Linked DNA regions of Mus musculus: region 2 is linked to region 1. The links are chromatin contacts, called in public Hi-C maps. All regions are on one chromosome and are shown on one strand. The core of a region is the stretch at or near the end of the contact, and the rest is flanking DNA. Distances in the headings are between cores, read along the strand shown.

Region 1 (7,919 bases), core at 3,954-6,453:
CTTTAAACCAACTCTCCATCCCTCATCTGAGTATTCTGGAATATCTTCCTTAAAAATTTAAATAGAAATTCACTAATCACATTTCATGTGAAAATGTTCAGAGGTATAATCATAGAAATAATAAACTTTTCAAATATGCCCAGCACTAAATATTTGCTAGAATTTAGGAAATTTAAGGTTCACCATTTGGGGTTTAAATTTTAATTATTTTCTTCCTACTATATATCTCCATGATATTATTTTATAACAAAGCTTCTAGGTATTCAACACAGAAATCTAATACAATAAGAAATAATAATAAAGTACAGAAAGATAACACTAGTTTCCTCTCCCCCTCAGTGACCATAAAATGGCATAATGTTTAATGTATGTTTATATGCAATTTCCTCTCAAACTCAACTTTGAATCCAGCCTCAATGTGTCAACAAAATTAAAAGTAGAAACAGAAAATGTTTTAATAATTTGTGTTTCTTCCAAGCAGTATATTAATTTACTACATTAATATGTTGGATGTTATTCTCATTAGTAGAAATTATTTTCTTATACATTATTCCAGTTGCACTTGTGATAACTAAGTATGCACAAATATTGGTGTGACAGTGTCATATAGATAAAGACATTTTTTTACAGAAATAGAGGATTTGCCCAGTTATAAACACCTATACTTTCAAAGACAGTCTGAAGTAATACTTAATAGAAAAATAATTTACTCTAAAACTCTCGTAGTAATTGTGCATTAAACATATTATTGAGTGGGCCAAATAATGTGATTCACAGAAAGTGGTTGTCTTTTATAGTTTAAATAACAAATGATCATGAATTTAATCTACAAAATTAGGGGAAGGGACAAACTGCCATGAGTGTAAATGCTCTCTCTGAATGTGAAATAGCTGAAGCTGACTTCTGGTTCTTCAGTATTTTGTTTTCCTTGCTAATCTACCTTGGAGTAGCTTAACCTCTATTAACCTGTACTTTTATTTGTAAACCCTTAACATATTAAACATTTATTTGGAATTTAAATAACAAAGAATGTGAAGAGATAATTAACAGGTCATATGAATTATAAAATATATCTTCCTCAAACAGACAATTAAAAGTAAGCTTATGTTTCTATTTCAGTATTTTCATTGAACAGTATGCTTTAAATATAAACACTAACTAGATTATCACTAATAAATGTAGGTAAAAGGGCTCCACATGCAGATTTAAATGGCATAAAATTAGGTTAAAATAATTGGTTTTGTGGAGAAAAAAATGTGATACTTTGATGTATATATTTTTTAAAGATTTTATGTATTTATTTATGCATATGTGCTATTTGTGTCTACATGAATTTATGTGCACCATGTGAATTCAGGACCCTGAGAAGACAAGACAGCATGGGAAATGGGGTTACAGGCAGTTGTTAACATGGGGAACTAAACTCAGGTCCCCTGAAAGAGCAGTGAGTCTCTCAACCACTGGTTGGCCTCTGTAGACCCCTAATGTGGGGGATTTGAAGGAATGATTCTTGAAGTGGAGAACAAATTTAAACAGGCAAGGGTGTTTTTGTTGTTTTGTTTTCACTGAAATCCAGCCATTTCCCACTGCCCCCCTGCTCCTGGATGATGATAAAAATCTTGTAACATTTTGTGCATAACTCTGTGAAACTTTTTCTTAAAAAAAAAAAAGATTTTGACACACTGATCAAAAGTAAGCAGAGAAAATATTTTAGTAACTTATGTTTCTTCAAACAAAGATCACTTTTACTATTTGATGCATTTTATACATGATTTTATTTTTGCAGAAATTGTTTTGGTATATATTACCCTTGTAACTACTGAGAAGTAGGTATGTTTTCTAATACTCTTGTGATAAGTACTGAGTAGGCATGTTTGTGTGCGAAAGGGAAAAAATCATGCAAACACATGACATATTTACTTTGTAGCTTTTATTTTCTAAGTCGTTAAGCCAAACTTCTAAACAAGTATTATTTTAAAACAACTTTGACTGCATATGTAGCAGAGGATGGCCTTGCTGGGGCATCAATGAGAAGAGAAGCCCTTGGTTCTGGGAAAGCTTGCTGTCCCAGTGTAGGGGAATGCTAGGGCAGGGAGGTGGGAGTGGTTGGGTGGGTGCAGGAGCATCTTCATAGAAGCAGGGGGAAGGGGGTGGGATAGGGGGTTTCCAGAGGGGAGCCCTGGAAAGGGGATAACATTTGAAATGTATATAAACAAAATGCCCTCCCCCAAAAATCAAGTATATTAAATAAATAAAAGCTAGCTTTCTCATAAAACATTAACAAGAGCATTCAAAGCCAAGTGTGAGCTTTCCTTTAAGAATTTTATCTTCATCATTGTCCCCCAGGAACTTGGCACCACACACACTACAAGAATTTCACTGCTCATGTCTCTCTCAGTAGGAGACAGGCAATGGTTACACACACACACACACACACACACACACACACACACACACACACAAAACAGGCTCAGTTTCAATATAATTAGAATGTTTAAACTTTAAAAACCTATGAACTTTATTTTGAAGCCCTTTCTTAAACAGAAGTACTTAAGATTCTAATCATTATCATTAGAGGGAATTATTTGCTAACAATTCCGGTAGGTAGTTACAATGTCAATTAGAAGTATGCCGGAACACACAGGTTCCCAGGAACCAAGCAGCGCAAGGCAAGAGGTTGGCTGGTTTAGGAGGGGGATTCACCCATCCTGTCATTCAGGAATCACATGTGAGTGCAGTAGTCTACCTTACTTTCCAAGCCCATGGCACACACAGAGCAAATGAGTGCAGGACTCTCCCTTGATTTCAAAGCACAAGATACGTACACAGCACAGTTAAGCACAAGGGCAAATGTTACGGGTTATACCCCCAAACACTGAATAAAGAAACAACACTCACTACTTAAATGTTTTATAGACCACATGTATAATTGATGGTAGCTGGATTCACTAACAATTACCTCATGTTTCCATGGTTCCAGTGGGTGACCAGTCGCTATAAACATGAATGCTTCAACTGAGTCCTCATAACACAATGAGAGAGAACATGTGAAAGAACCCTATGCTGGAGTTTGTCTTGACCCATTAACAAGTCCCTTTGGGTACAAATGGAATGTTCACCTGATGATTATGAACTATTGACAAGCATTAAAATCTTGAGATACTGCTGAGATAAGCCTTGGACTTTTCAAGTATTTTTCGGATCCCCTAGTTCTTATTTAATGAATGGCATCATTATTGTATTGCATGGCTCATGAATATTCGCCATTCATGTATTTCCACACCAACAGTGCTGCCTTCCATTCAAGAGTGTGTCTAATGTGTTAGAGAGAGAGAGAGAGAGAGAGAGAGAGACACTCTGCGAAGAAACATTGCCATTCACCACATCAATTTGTCTTGGTATAGCCTGAGAATACATGGAAAACATAACTAACATGTTACTACTGATATACGCATCTATTTAGTGATCTACAAAATTCATGCTTTGATGTTTATAAATACTATGTCATACTGACCATTTTACACAAAAACTAAAAATAGTTGATTCGTATATTATACAATTTTTGATTAATAGTTTATAATACTTTATATTCCATTTTAAACAGGAACAGGTATTTGCTTTGTATTGTTTTGTGGTTTTAACTGGAAACTCAGTTTCTCTTCTGTTGTGTATGTACATACATTGCTGTCTTAGTCAGGGTTTTTATTCCTGAACAAACATCATGACCAAGAAGCAAATTGGGGAGGAAAGGGTTTATTCAGCTTACATTTCCACATTGCTGTTCATCACTGAAAGAAGTCAGGACTGGAACTCAAGCAGGTCAGAAGCAGGAGCTGATGCAGAAGCCATGGAGGGATGTTACTTACTGGCTTGCTTCCCCTGGCTTGCTTAGCCTGCTCTCTTATAGAACCAAGACTACCAGCCCAGAGATGGTCCCACCCACAAGGGGCCTGAAACCCTTGATCACTAATTGAGAAAATGCCGTACAGTTGGATCTCATGGAGGCATTTCCTCAACTGAAGCTCCTTTCTTTGTGATAACTCCAGCTGTGTCAAGTTGACACAAAACTAGCCAGTACAATTGCTATTTCAATTATGTCTTCCTCGCTTTTGAGAAACAGCACACCTGTCAGATCCAGTTCTTCCCATTTGTCATCCACTTGGTTTTCTTTTAAACACTCTCCCTACATCCTCTAGTTAGTTTATGGCTGATTTTCAACTCCACTGCTTTGATTTTCCTATCTGTATTTAATTACTACAGAAATTCTGTCTCATTTTCATTGTATATTATTTTACTTACTATATTTCTCTTTTCTATGTTACAGTGAAGGTTCTGGTTACTTACTGGTTACTCTGTTTATTATTTCTGTGTCACAGTGACATAGATTATCCAATCTCCAAACTTATGCTGTCATGACATCTTGAAAGTATGAGTTTAATTTCAAAACACTTATTTATCTCCTATGGCTTTTGTTAAGACTTCTCCTACATCATTTTGACTTATTGCTTTATCTTCAATGCACTTATTTCCTCTTGGACAACATGTATACATTTTGAAAGATTTAATGTATTATATTATACATTGGTTCTATAATTCTGGAATACTCACCTTTCTTTGTCTAGATATTCCCTTGGCTAAAGAATGGAAAATTATGTTTTATAGGGTCTAATAATATCTGTGTAGATAATAAGACAGTGTGCAAATAGTATGGTAGATAACAGATACTATTTCTGTGCCAGACAAGTCATCATCTTTTAAGGGACATGAGTTTGAAAGCATACTTTGCCTCATTGTCTTAAACAATATGCAAACAGCAGTGCTTACATTCCAAAGTTGACAAAAAAATGTACTTCCTTACATGTCACCACTTGTCAAATTATTCCAACATGGCACTGGCTACCAGGATAAAGCTCATCATTTCAGAACTATGGATTTCCAAGAGTGACTATGTATGACTGCATCAGATGAATGAACGCTTCTTAGTCCCATGTGTAGTTTTGTTTTCAAACTGAATGGCAATGTCAAGCCAATGGGTCAATATGATGATAAAGTAATATAAAGCATGGGTAAATGCTGCCGCACCATTGACACTGAGTAAGTATTTCTTGGGTGTAATATAAGTCTTCATGTAAGGAGCTGCACTACTAATTTTTCTGTCCTTATTTGGATCGTTTTCAGATGAGTCAGAGGCAAGGGTACTTTTGGCACATTGTGGCTGAAAGATACCAGGGTGCTGACTCATGGGAACCACATGGGATTAAAAGTGCTTCCTGGTATAAACGCTGGAAGATTTTTTTCCTTCACACCTCATGTGAATGTAATATACTTGCTATGGTGACCAAGGACTCGTGTGACACCTATGAAGGGTATCTGTAAGTCCCTGAGCCTGTTAGCACAATTACTGAAGAGAAACAGATCAACATAAGAACCTCTAATATATTCCTTCACACATGGGATATTTGCTGTGTCCTGTCTTGTGACTGAATAACAAAGGGCAGAGGGGCAGATGTCGTACTTTTAGCCCATTGATGAAGCTTTTATAACTATGCTTTCATTGTGTTCTTCAATATGTGAAAGAGTGATTGATAAAAATGATGCCAATTGAAATAATTAAGCAACGACGGCTCCTTTGTAAAGCAAAATAATAGCACCTCCTCATAATAGTTTCAAAGCTTTGGAATCCTGAACAGCCTCATCTCAAATTGAGTCTTACATCAGAAGACCAAATACAAAGCACTAGACACCTAACAAGCTATATTTATAACCCATGTAAACATCGTACGATTCCCATCTCCTACTCAGTGTGTTCCGAAAGCACTGCCGCTAACACTCCACAGTGTGAACATTTCTAATGAGGAGGCGCAGACACTGTTTCATGACTGTTTCTTGAGGATCATCTTTACATCCACCTGTGATAAAGAAAGAATGGATTTAAGGATCTCATCTCCTACAGCAATAATATAAGGCTTAGGCACATTCGGGGCTGCTTTTCCACAATTATCTTTTCACAATTGTATTTCTCCAAATGAGCACATTCATTTGTTGTTGTTGTTGTTCCCTGTGTTCAATAGCACGCTGGCAGAATGTCTTGCCAGCCGACAGGTACCAGTTAAGCCTGGCGCTTCTGTGTAAGCATGCACAGTGGTTGCATTCTCTGAGCCAATACAGAACAAGTGTATTAATGAGAAAATTCCTCATCACCTAGGGTAACCGTGATGACTACATTTACCAAGCACACAGCACCAGACTGACAGTACAAAACAACAACAGAAAAGCCTTTTCTTCAGTAGTTAGCAGCTTAACTGAGTAAGAACAGAAACTGTAAAATGAAGGCTTTGAGTTTTTCTTATCTATGATAATTCAACAATTACCGTTTCCAACTGTACAATGCAACCATGATTGGCACCCTCCAGGGGTGCAATGGGAACTCCATAGGCAGCAATCAAACTTATTTTCTTTTGGCATCTGCTTATAGGAACTTAACTGTACTATGCAGGAAGAACTTGGACCTTCACTGCACATGTGTTAGTATAAAAATAGTCCAGAAAGATAATCAACCTACAATCTGTAAAGCCAGAGAAGTTAGATATAGAGGAAGGGATGACTAGAGAGGAAACCTAGATCTCCTGGGAGGGAAAAATAGAATAGATTTTAAAAGTGGACTGGAGGCAGAGGAGGGGAAAGGGGGGCAACAAGATGGGGGGAGAGGGGGAGGAGAGAGGGATGAGGGAGGGAATGCAGGGAGAGACAGCTGGAATTGGGCATTTGAAGAATGCTATGGAAGCCTAGTGCAGTTGACACTTTCATAAAATTTGAAGGTGCTTCTAATGAAGTCTCCTAGTAATGGGGTAGATGGAGTCTCAACTGGCCAACTCTTTTCACCAAGCAAGGTTTCTATTACAGTGATTGGGTTACATCTAATTGAGTTGCTGGCCAAGGCAGGGGTCACATGGAAATTCCCCAACAACCCAGGCTATTGCCAAGACAATGGGTTGATCTCCACAAACTGACAACTGTGCCTGTGGCTGAGGACAACACTCACACAATTCACTGAAAATGAAGAAGTCAAGCCAGTGCCAAAATGAAGTTTTCACCCCTATATCCTAGCGTCTATGGTGTGGACAGGTAATCGGCAGGCTACCAAAACAGAAATATAAGCCCATCGACAAAAAGCTTTGTTCTAAAATGATGTCCTGGCTAAAAGATATGCTAGGACAATGTGGCACAGAACTTGAGGTACAACCAATCAATGTCTGATTTGCCTTCTTGTCCACTCCACGAGATGGAATCCATACTCAAGACTGGTGACAAACAACCAGAGACCAGATAGCACAGATAACCTGGGTAAAACCAATCTCTACTGCATTTTTAAAATGGTATCAATAAAATGACTCCTGACGATATTCTACTATTCTCATAGATCAGTGCCTTCTTCAACCATCATCAGAGAAGCTTCCCCCTGTAGCAAATGTAAACAGATGCAGAGACCCACAGCACAGCCAGATATCACACACACACACACACACACACACGCACACGCACACACAGAGAGAGAGAGAGAGAGAGAGAGAGAGAGAGAGAGAGAGAGAGAGAGCGCTTAAACTCAGGGAACCTCAAAGAAGAGGAGACAAAAAGAGTTTAAGAGCAAGAGTGGATGGAGGACACCAGGAAAACAGGGACCTCATTGCCTAGCCATGCCTTGATGTGATGGTTTTTGTTTTCTTATATTTTATCATGTCATGTATTGCTGTTTTCTCTTAGAAGCCTATTTTTTCTAATGAGAGATAGAGGAAATAGATCTAGAGAGGTGGGGTGTCGGGAAGAACTGAAAGAAGTAAAGGGAGAGGAAACTTTAAACAGGATATATTGTATGAGAAAGGCATTTATTTTCAATTAGAAAAGCACTGTTTTAGTATCAA
Region 2 (7,919 bases), core at 3,317-5,816, 420 kb before region 1:
ACGATCCTGAGGCTGATGGGAACTTCATAAACCTCAGCCCCATTTCCTACCCTTGGGGCCTTGATTGGGAGTATGAAAAAGACATCTGTGTACACCACCTCAAAAGGTCAAAACTCACAAGAATGTCAAGTTGAAAACTGGATTCTACAGAGTACCTTCCCTTCACATCTCTGTCCTCTATGCTGAGTGCTTAATGCCTTCCTGGACCTATAGTGCTTTTGCTTTGTGGGAAATTCATCATGAGCCTCTCCTGGGGGACTGGTTATCTTCCAACTATGTCATAGAGTCTGTTCTAGAAAAGGGTCAAATATTTGAGGCGTTTGAGATGTTTAGCTCCACTGCCTTAGGTGTGTTTTGACATGATCTGGGTTGTCACCGGAGCTTGGAATGTCTGAACTTGATTCTGTGTATAAGGGGATTCGCAGCAGATCCTGGTAACCCATTGCTGAAATTGGCAAGGCAAACACCCATGGAACCGAAACAATAATATAGATTTTGGCTCCATCACCATAGTCTATGAAATAGAACACATTCCTAGGTGTCTAAGGTACTATTCCCCCAGTTAACACTGGAACAGCAAGGCAAACCTTAAAGTGAAAACTTGAGTCAATGATCACAGGCAGGCCCAGTTATTTCTTGCTAAAAATTACCGATGGAGCTTTCCCCATTAGCTTCAATAACTGTCAGAAAGGCCAGTGTCTGACTGGACAAAGAATCTGGGAGGTATTTGAACGCATCTCCTGTGGCTACTTCATTTTAGCAAACAGTAATGGGACACTAGATGGCATCCATTCCAACAAGGCCGGGGCACCTCGGGTTACTGGCAGGGGAGAATTCTGGCTTTCCTGAAAAGATGAAATGTGCAAGTCTTCTCCATTTGAGGGCAGCGTGCCATCGCTGTGACAGTGTGTCATTGAAGGTGAAGAGAACCAGGTTGGGAGAGTGTATAGATGGCATTGTTTCTAAGGCACTCCAAGCATTTTCATTTGTCATGTATTAATTGAAAGACCCCATTTGTTTTGAGACTTACATCTGAGATCTGCTAAGGAATGGGTACTGATTTCTCAAAATCCCCAAGGCCAAGTTTCATTTTTTTTCCAGCTTTCAACCCAACACATTATTCTGTTTTTCTAAAGAGTAAAAGCCTTAAATGGAAATCAAAGTCTGTAGCTAAAGAACTGACCCCTTTTTGCCTGAACTGGGGTTTGAAAGGGGCCTGGACTGTTTCCTTTCTTATTTCTGAGAAACTGGCTCAAAGGTGAAGCCTAATGGAAGCCTCTAAAGTTTTATTTTCCTTCATAGGCCGAATGACAGAGTCAGAACTTAACCCAATAAAATGTAGATTATGATGCATTTCCGTACTTTAAAGGGACCTCCATGTTTTATCCCTTTGAAATGATCAAAAGTGTACTCTGATAATTCATTAAAGCATACACACCTATAACTATGCCTATGTAATTCATATCTTTGACACTAAAGATCTAATTTTTAATTTTTGAGTGAAGTGGTTATTATGAGTAGTAGTATACACTTGGAGAAAAATATGTAGTAAGACATAATATATTGGCATATAATTATGAAATAAATAGTACAATTTAAAAAAAATACAACTTTTGCTGAGATGGTTTTATTTATGTCAATCAATGTTCTACAATGGGACAGGTTGTTTATCCACCCATATTCCTATTTTTGTTTACTATACATGGAAGTTTTTGAAATGCTATTGCCATAAAGTGGGGTTTAAAAGTGGGAGATTGTTCGCTGCTCGTGAAGAAGGGGCAGGAAATGGTGACGGGGACTTGGAAGGGGGATTTGCGGAATGAAGGCTATGGAACCTGAGGAGTCATCTTACTCTCAGATACACCACCATAGCCTGAGAACTGCTCGTCGACCACTCCAGGGAAGCATTCCCTAGGGCCAATCTCGGAGAACATCTAGTCTAGTCACACAGCTTGCATGGCTGCTTCCTTCTAGAAGCACTTGCAATTCTCTCCTCTGATCTGCCCTTCATCCTCAGTCCCTAAGAGTTGAGCCCCAAATCAAAACGTGTGCACCATAACAAGTTATATGAAACGTTGCTACCTTCTATTGATAACTCAGGAGGAAAAGGGCTGGGCAATACTGATTTTCCAATAGGAGCTTCTTATACTTTAATGAAAACGAGTCGATGTTAGGTGATCCTGCTGATATTGGTCTGTAGGTCTGGGAGTGGATACAGGACTCTGCAATCCTAACAGGAAGTTGCAGGCTGCAATATGATAGATACGCTTGGCCGAAGACAATGACTCGAATGTTCTTCTACCCTGATAAGATATTCATGACTGAACTTCCTGAGGGGCATCTATCTGATGGGAGACAGACCAAATGCTTCACCCGGATGGTGAAGATTGCCCATGCAGGAAGTGTCCATGTCTAGACTGAGTGATATCAGAGTGGCGAGAGATGCTACTGCTAAGATGCAATCAGAGGAGACTGGATGAGGTCATTTCACTGGGACTGATGACAGTCAAGGGCATGGCATGAGGACAAAGAGTGAAACAAAGCATTATAGAAATGATAAGGCTCTAGCAAGGATAAGTAATCCTGAGATAAAGAGTTCAAAGCTCCCTCATCAGACTGAGAATGGTTCAATTGGAGAAAAATGAGATATTTAAAGGATTTGGCTAGGGAAAGGGAGATGGGAACATATAAACCTTTGAAAGGCAAGAAAAAAATTTAGTAGGAGAAAACTACCTTTAAAGTCTATATTCTGATATTTTAAATGGTGGGTTTACATTTGATGGGTCATAATATGAATTTCATGGGACACCTGGCTTCTCAAATTCAGACATTTTATCACTTAAGAAACACTCTGAGTCTATAAAAATAAAATAATCCTAATATTTTATTCTGGCACAACACAGCAATAGAATGTCAGGCACATTTAACACGGCCCAGTCAGAGTGACATCTGAATGCTTTTGTTTGGTTCCTGGAATAAACTGGGTGTGGCGTCTGAAAGGTGTTTCTGATAGAGTCGGTGACGATGGCAATCACATGCACAGCTCTCATTTTGGGGTCTGGTTAGAATGCAGACCATGGTGTCTGAGGCATGGAGTAAGGGCCTGGGATTCTAAATTTCCCACCAGCACCTATGCTCTGATCCACACACTAGAACGCAAGCCTCTAGGTGCTAGTAAGTTTTGCCCACTCTAGAACTTGTTTGAGTAAAATAATATGTTTTAATGCAAAATTCAAAATTTTAAATTTTAAGTGATTTTAAGTGATGAAATGACCATTAGTTTCTAGAAATCAGTTTACTTCTATTGCTGGGCATGCCCATGTATCAGGATCATTTACATACATGCACAAAGACACACAAATATATATGTATATACATGGAAAACTATAAAACTGCCCATTTTCAAATCTCATTTTATAGAACCTTTATATTCATTTTCAAATTTTATAAAGTTGATAAATAGATCTATATTGACCTGCATATTGCATTTTAATTTTATACTTCATGAATCTTCAGGAAACCACATCTATGTGGAAAAGTGTTGGGCCTGCTAGACCGGCCCCTCTTTGGCCTTCCTAGAAAAGATATCACAACCACAGTTCACTCTACCTTGATCCTTCAGAGCACAGCTCTGTAGCTTCCTACAGAGTTCCACCACAGCTGAAGACTTTCATCCTCACACTGCCCAAAGAGACCTCTGCAAAGCATCAGGCAGATAATGCAAGCTCTGAAAAACCTCTCTCCAGCTACACACCATACCATCACCATCATGGCTGCTCACTGAAGATCCTATCCCAGCTTAGGCTGTGGTGATAAAATGCTAGCTCCTGAATGCCATTCACAACCTAACACAAATTTTCCCACTGGTCTGGAAACTGGGGCCCAAGGTCAAAGTGCTGGGAGGTTTTCCTCCTTCAGAGGCCTCTTTCCTCAATTTGCAAGTGACTGGATTCCCAGTGTCTGCATACAGTCTTGCAAGTCCGTCCTGTGGGGTGAGGGCCTCAACCCAGGGGTGTCAGTTTATCTTTAATCACCTGCTTGGAAACTGTTTCTACACATTGTGAGTCTAGCAGTTAAGACTTCATCATAGGAATTTAGAGGATGGTATTGCACCCATGACATATCTCTTGAGCAAGATTGAACCCCGGGTGCTGGAGAGTTCTGCACATAGAAGACAGACTAGAGGCCTAAGGCAGAGCCCAATCTTTAGCCTAATGGCCCCAGCAAGTAGAGCCAAAGAGAGGAATGGGAGGGAGGTAAGGGTGAGGGGCAAGGTGGCAGAGCAGGGCAGGGGGGCCTAGACCTCTCACCACAGGCAGTGAGGCCCAGGGCAGGCTGATTCCATCCACAGTGCCATTCTCAGAGATCCTGCCCGGTTTCCAAAAGCTTCTATTGTATCTGAGCCTGTGAACTGGTTTTCAATGAGGCCCTCCTGGCTGAGGCTGCTGGGCCCATTTCCTGTCTCTTTCATACCTCTCTGGAAACTTAACAACAAGCTCCTATTGAGCGAGCTTGCCACAGTGCATTCTCATTCCCTGCCACTTGTAAGTGTTCGCTGTGCAGAATGAGCGAATGCAGCACATTACACACAGGCGCTTCATCCTGGAGCATGGGCCGGAATGGCAAGTGCACAGGCCTGGCCCAGGGGCTGAAGGACTTCTTCTGCACTGCCCAGTTTGCCTCCCTTCTCAGTAACCAATGATGTCAGTAATAAAGCTGGAACTGCATTGCAATTTTGAAGAATGCAAATGTATTCTTTCTGAGGATTTGGTGCCTTGCCCTTGGGGTTAGAGTTCTGTTTAAAAGCATCCAGACAGACATAGGTCTGATTTGTGTGTGTGTGTGTGTGTATGTGTGTGATGTTTGTGTATATATATCTGAATGTGTTTTAAGTGTCTCTGTGTGTGTGTGAGAGTGTGTGTATATATGTGTTATGTTTGTGTATATGTATCTGAACATGTTTTGAGACACTGTGGATATTTGTGTAAATATGCCCACCACGGTATTTTACACATTACTCAGGGACACACAGTATTTGTCCTGCTAAAGCTCCATTTGCAACACTGACACCGTCATTTTCCTGATACTTTCCATCTGATTCATGACAAATTTAAATGTGTCAACCTTTCAGTCGTTCTCAGGACAGAGGACAATGAGCACATTATGAGGCGCTGATGGAAACACAACAACTCACCTAAAGATGCCCAGGCATTACAACAATGCAGAGCCCTTCAATGGCAGAAGTGCTCCACTGCGACCAACTTCATCTACCTGAGTGAGCTGTTTTCTAGCAACACCAGGCCTGGCTTGAGCCACGGCAACATCTTTGTGAAGAGACAGGAGAAGAGTCCTAATGGCTCTTGGGAGAACAGGATGCCTTCCTATTGGATTCCTTGATGTTGGTTGCAAGCTTCAGGGTTGGGGGCTTTCATGGTGACCTGGTGCCTCATCCTCGGTATGACTGCAAACAAACTGAGTCAGGGGCTGGGGCTCTGAAGCCAGCAGGCAGCACGAGGAGGACTGACGTTATTAAACAGAATTATATGCTGCATAGCATAAGCAGTGACTAAGGGTGATTTTAAATAAAAATGTAAGAGCTAAGTCTTCAATTACATTTCTACTCAAAGTTGATAGGAGTTTAAGCATGACTGTTTCCTGTGTACTTCCTAGTCACTCTTTCGCCACATCATTTACTTGATGCACATGTCTTTCGGTATCCAAAACAGCGCCTGACCGTTCGCTCAGTAAGTCTTTGCTGAGTAAAATCACAAAATGCCCAAAACTGACTCTGATAAAGATGCTTAAGTGGTATGAACAACTCTCAAGTGGTGTGAATAAGTGTTTTTGTTCTCTAGAATAATATGGCATCTAATTTTAAAAAGCTACTTTACGCTCATTCTTTAACATGGTATTGTGGTTATTATAATTAGGAAATATGTTATTACAGTATGTTTATAGAACTTAGTGGCCCATTTGAGGAGCAGTGCAAAGCAGCAATGCTGTGGTAACCTACAGAGAAGTGGCTTCTACAATTTTCTATGAGGTGGCGGGAGGCACAGCTTGGAAACTGTTACAGTCAGGATCCACCTCATGACCCATTCTCTCTCTGGCTTCCTTGTTCTGCCCCTAGGTAGGCTTCTATTTAAAAGAAGCAGTGCCTGGCCAGCATTTTGTTGCCCGTTACCCTGTGAGTGTGCATTTATGCATACACATCAGGATCTGTGTGTATGCATGTGTGTGCACATATATGTACAGGTATGTGGGTACATGTCAGACCCTGTGTATATACATGTGTGTGCACATATGTGTACAGGTATGTGGGTACATGTGGAGGCAAGACATTAGGTGTCTGTCTCAATTGCTGTACTCCTCGACGTTTTAGTCATTCATTCATTCATTCATTCTTCATTCATTCATTCATTTGTGTGTGTGTACTTGGTGCTTGTATAACTTTTTGTGCAGCTTGTGAATACAAATGCTCGTGCACACCTATGGATATTGGATCCCCTAGAAGTGGAATTAATGACGACTGTCAACTGCATGATCTGGGTGTCAGAAATGGAGCGTGAGTCATCTAGAAAGCCAGTTAGCATTCTTAACCACTGAGCCATCTCTTGTTGTGTGCCTTTTTTTTTTTTTTTAATAATAAGATAAAGTCTTTCACCGAATCTAGTACTCACCAATTTGGCTAAGCTGGTTTGTCAGCAAGTCCCAAGTATCCTCCTGCATGCCTTCCCAGTGCTGGACATCCCACCACATCCAGCTTTACAGAGAGGTTTTGTGCATAAGAGCTCAGGACCTCATGGTTGTACATCTAGCGCTTTCCTGGCTGAGCTGTATCCTACCAGCCCCTTTGATTACCTTTCTGTCATTATAAAATATACCGAGATTTTACCATTCTAGTTATTTCACAGCTAGTGTTATGAAGCACATTCACAAGTTCTGTGCAAACCTTTCATAACACAATTTTAGTATATCCTCATTCCAAACATAGAGGTTCTGGTCATTACATATTAACTATCATTATGACACACCCCCTAATCACCAGCATTCTAGCTTATGGCTCTGTGAATTTGGTACTGCCTTATGGAGTGTACCTACTGAACAATCTGCCATCTTACACTGGGCTTATTTCACTAATAATGTCCTGAGCTTCATCGATATTATAATGTATCTATACTTCTCCAATCCATATCAATATTGAACACTGTGTGCATATTCTTTCTGTATTTGGTTGGTCCATTTGTGTTTTGGTGAACATACAGGTTGTGTCAGCTTCTTTACTATTCCCCTTTTCAATAGCAGAAAATAAAGGAGAGACACTGAAATCAAAGGTTGATGGTTGGCAGAGAAGTGACTCAGTTCAGTCTGACAGCTCACCCTATGACAGAAACCTGCAATCACTATAGTTATTACCTCATGGTGTCTTTGCATGGGAACCCACGACAAGGGGCATCAGAGATAGTCATCTCAACTCCTCCATGCCTGAGAGCTAAGCTGGCAGATCCAGAGGCTCGACTGGAAGCTGACCTTCAAATTGGGCTCACAGCCCTGCCTGTGTGTCCCTAGAATTCTGATTTTCTTTCTGTTTTCCCAACCCACAAACTTCCTCCCTGCATAATTCTGCTATGCACACAAACTCAATTGAATTGAACATGGACAACGGTGATAAAAGACAAAAACAACAGAAGGCAGTGCTACCGAGAGTCATGTGGGATGCTTGCTATCTCCAACTTCATTGCTGTTAATTTTATACAGTATGGTACACATGGATATAGTTTTTTTGGAAATGATTAAAAGTAAATACTGATTTTAGGGAGAACATAAGATATATTGAGAAGAAATATTCTACTTCTACTCATTATTCATCAAGAATACTCAAAACAGGGCTGGTGAGATGGCTCAGTGGGTAAGAGCAC

Evidence for each region. Hi-C and Micro-C count contacts between places; a contact is called where the count stands out from the background.
Region 2: a Hi-C map of cortical neurons shows a contact between it and region 1, with 5 times the contacts expected there. The contact joins two enhancer-like sites. A contact is called at or near these places in 1 of 484 Hi-C or Micro-C datasets (cortical neurons) and 2 of 115 datasets of contacts at active chromatin or transcription factors (VIP interneurons and astrocytes).

Annotation. Positions count from the first base shown.
Region 1 is chr15:30,274,190-30,282,108 of GRCm38.p6, reverse strand. The region is part of intron 1 of Ctnnd2 (catenin (cadherin associated protein), delta 2); the gene reads right to left. Among named protein-coding and RNA genes, the nearest start is that of Gm31953, 100 kb to the right of the region's middle. Within about 2 kb of position 5,203, at least 13 of the 459 cell types and tissues checked have an H3K27ac peak or open chromatin away from gene starts, as enhancers often do. A contact at or near this core is called in cortical neurons, where this site is marked.
Region 2 is chr15:30,690,503-30,698,421 of GRCm38.p6, reverse strand. All of the region lies in intron 9 of Ctnnd2 (catenin (cadherin associated protein), delta 2), which reads right to left. It overlaps Gm41283 (a long non-coding RNA gene), which reads right to left. Exons shown (of 2, transcript XR_875095.2): 1 at 1-7,919. Among named protein-coding and RNA genes, the nearest start is that of Gm41283, 11 kb to the right of the region's middle. Within about 2 kb of position 4,566, at least 58 of the 459 cell types and tissues checked have an H3K27ac peak or open chromatin away from gene starts, as enhancers often do. A contact at or near this core is called in cortical neurons, where this site is marked.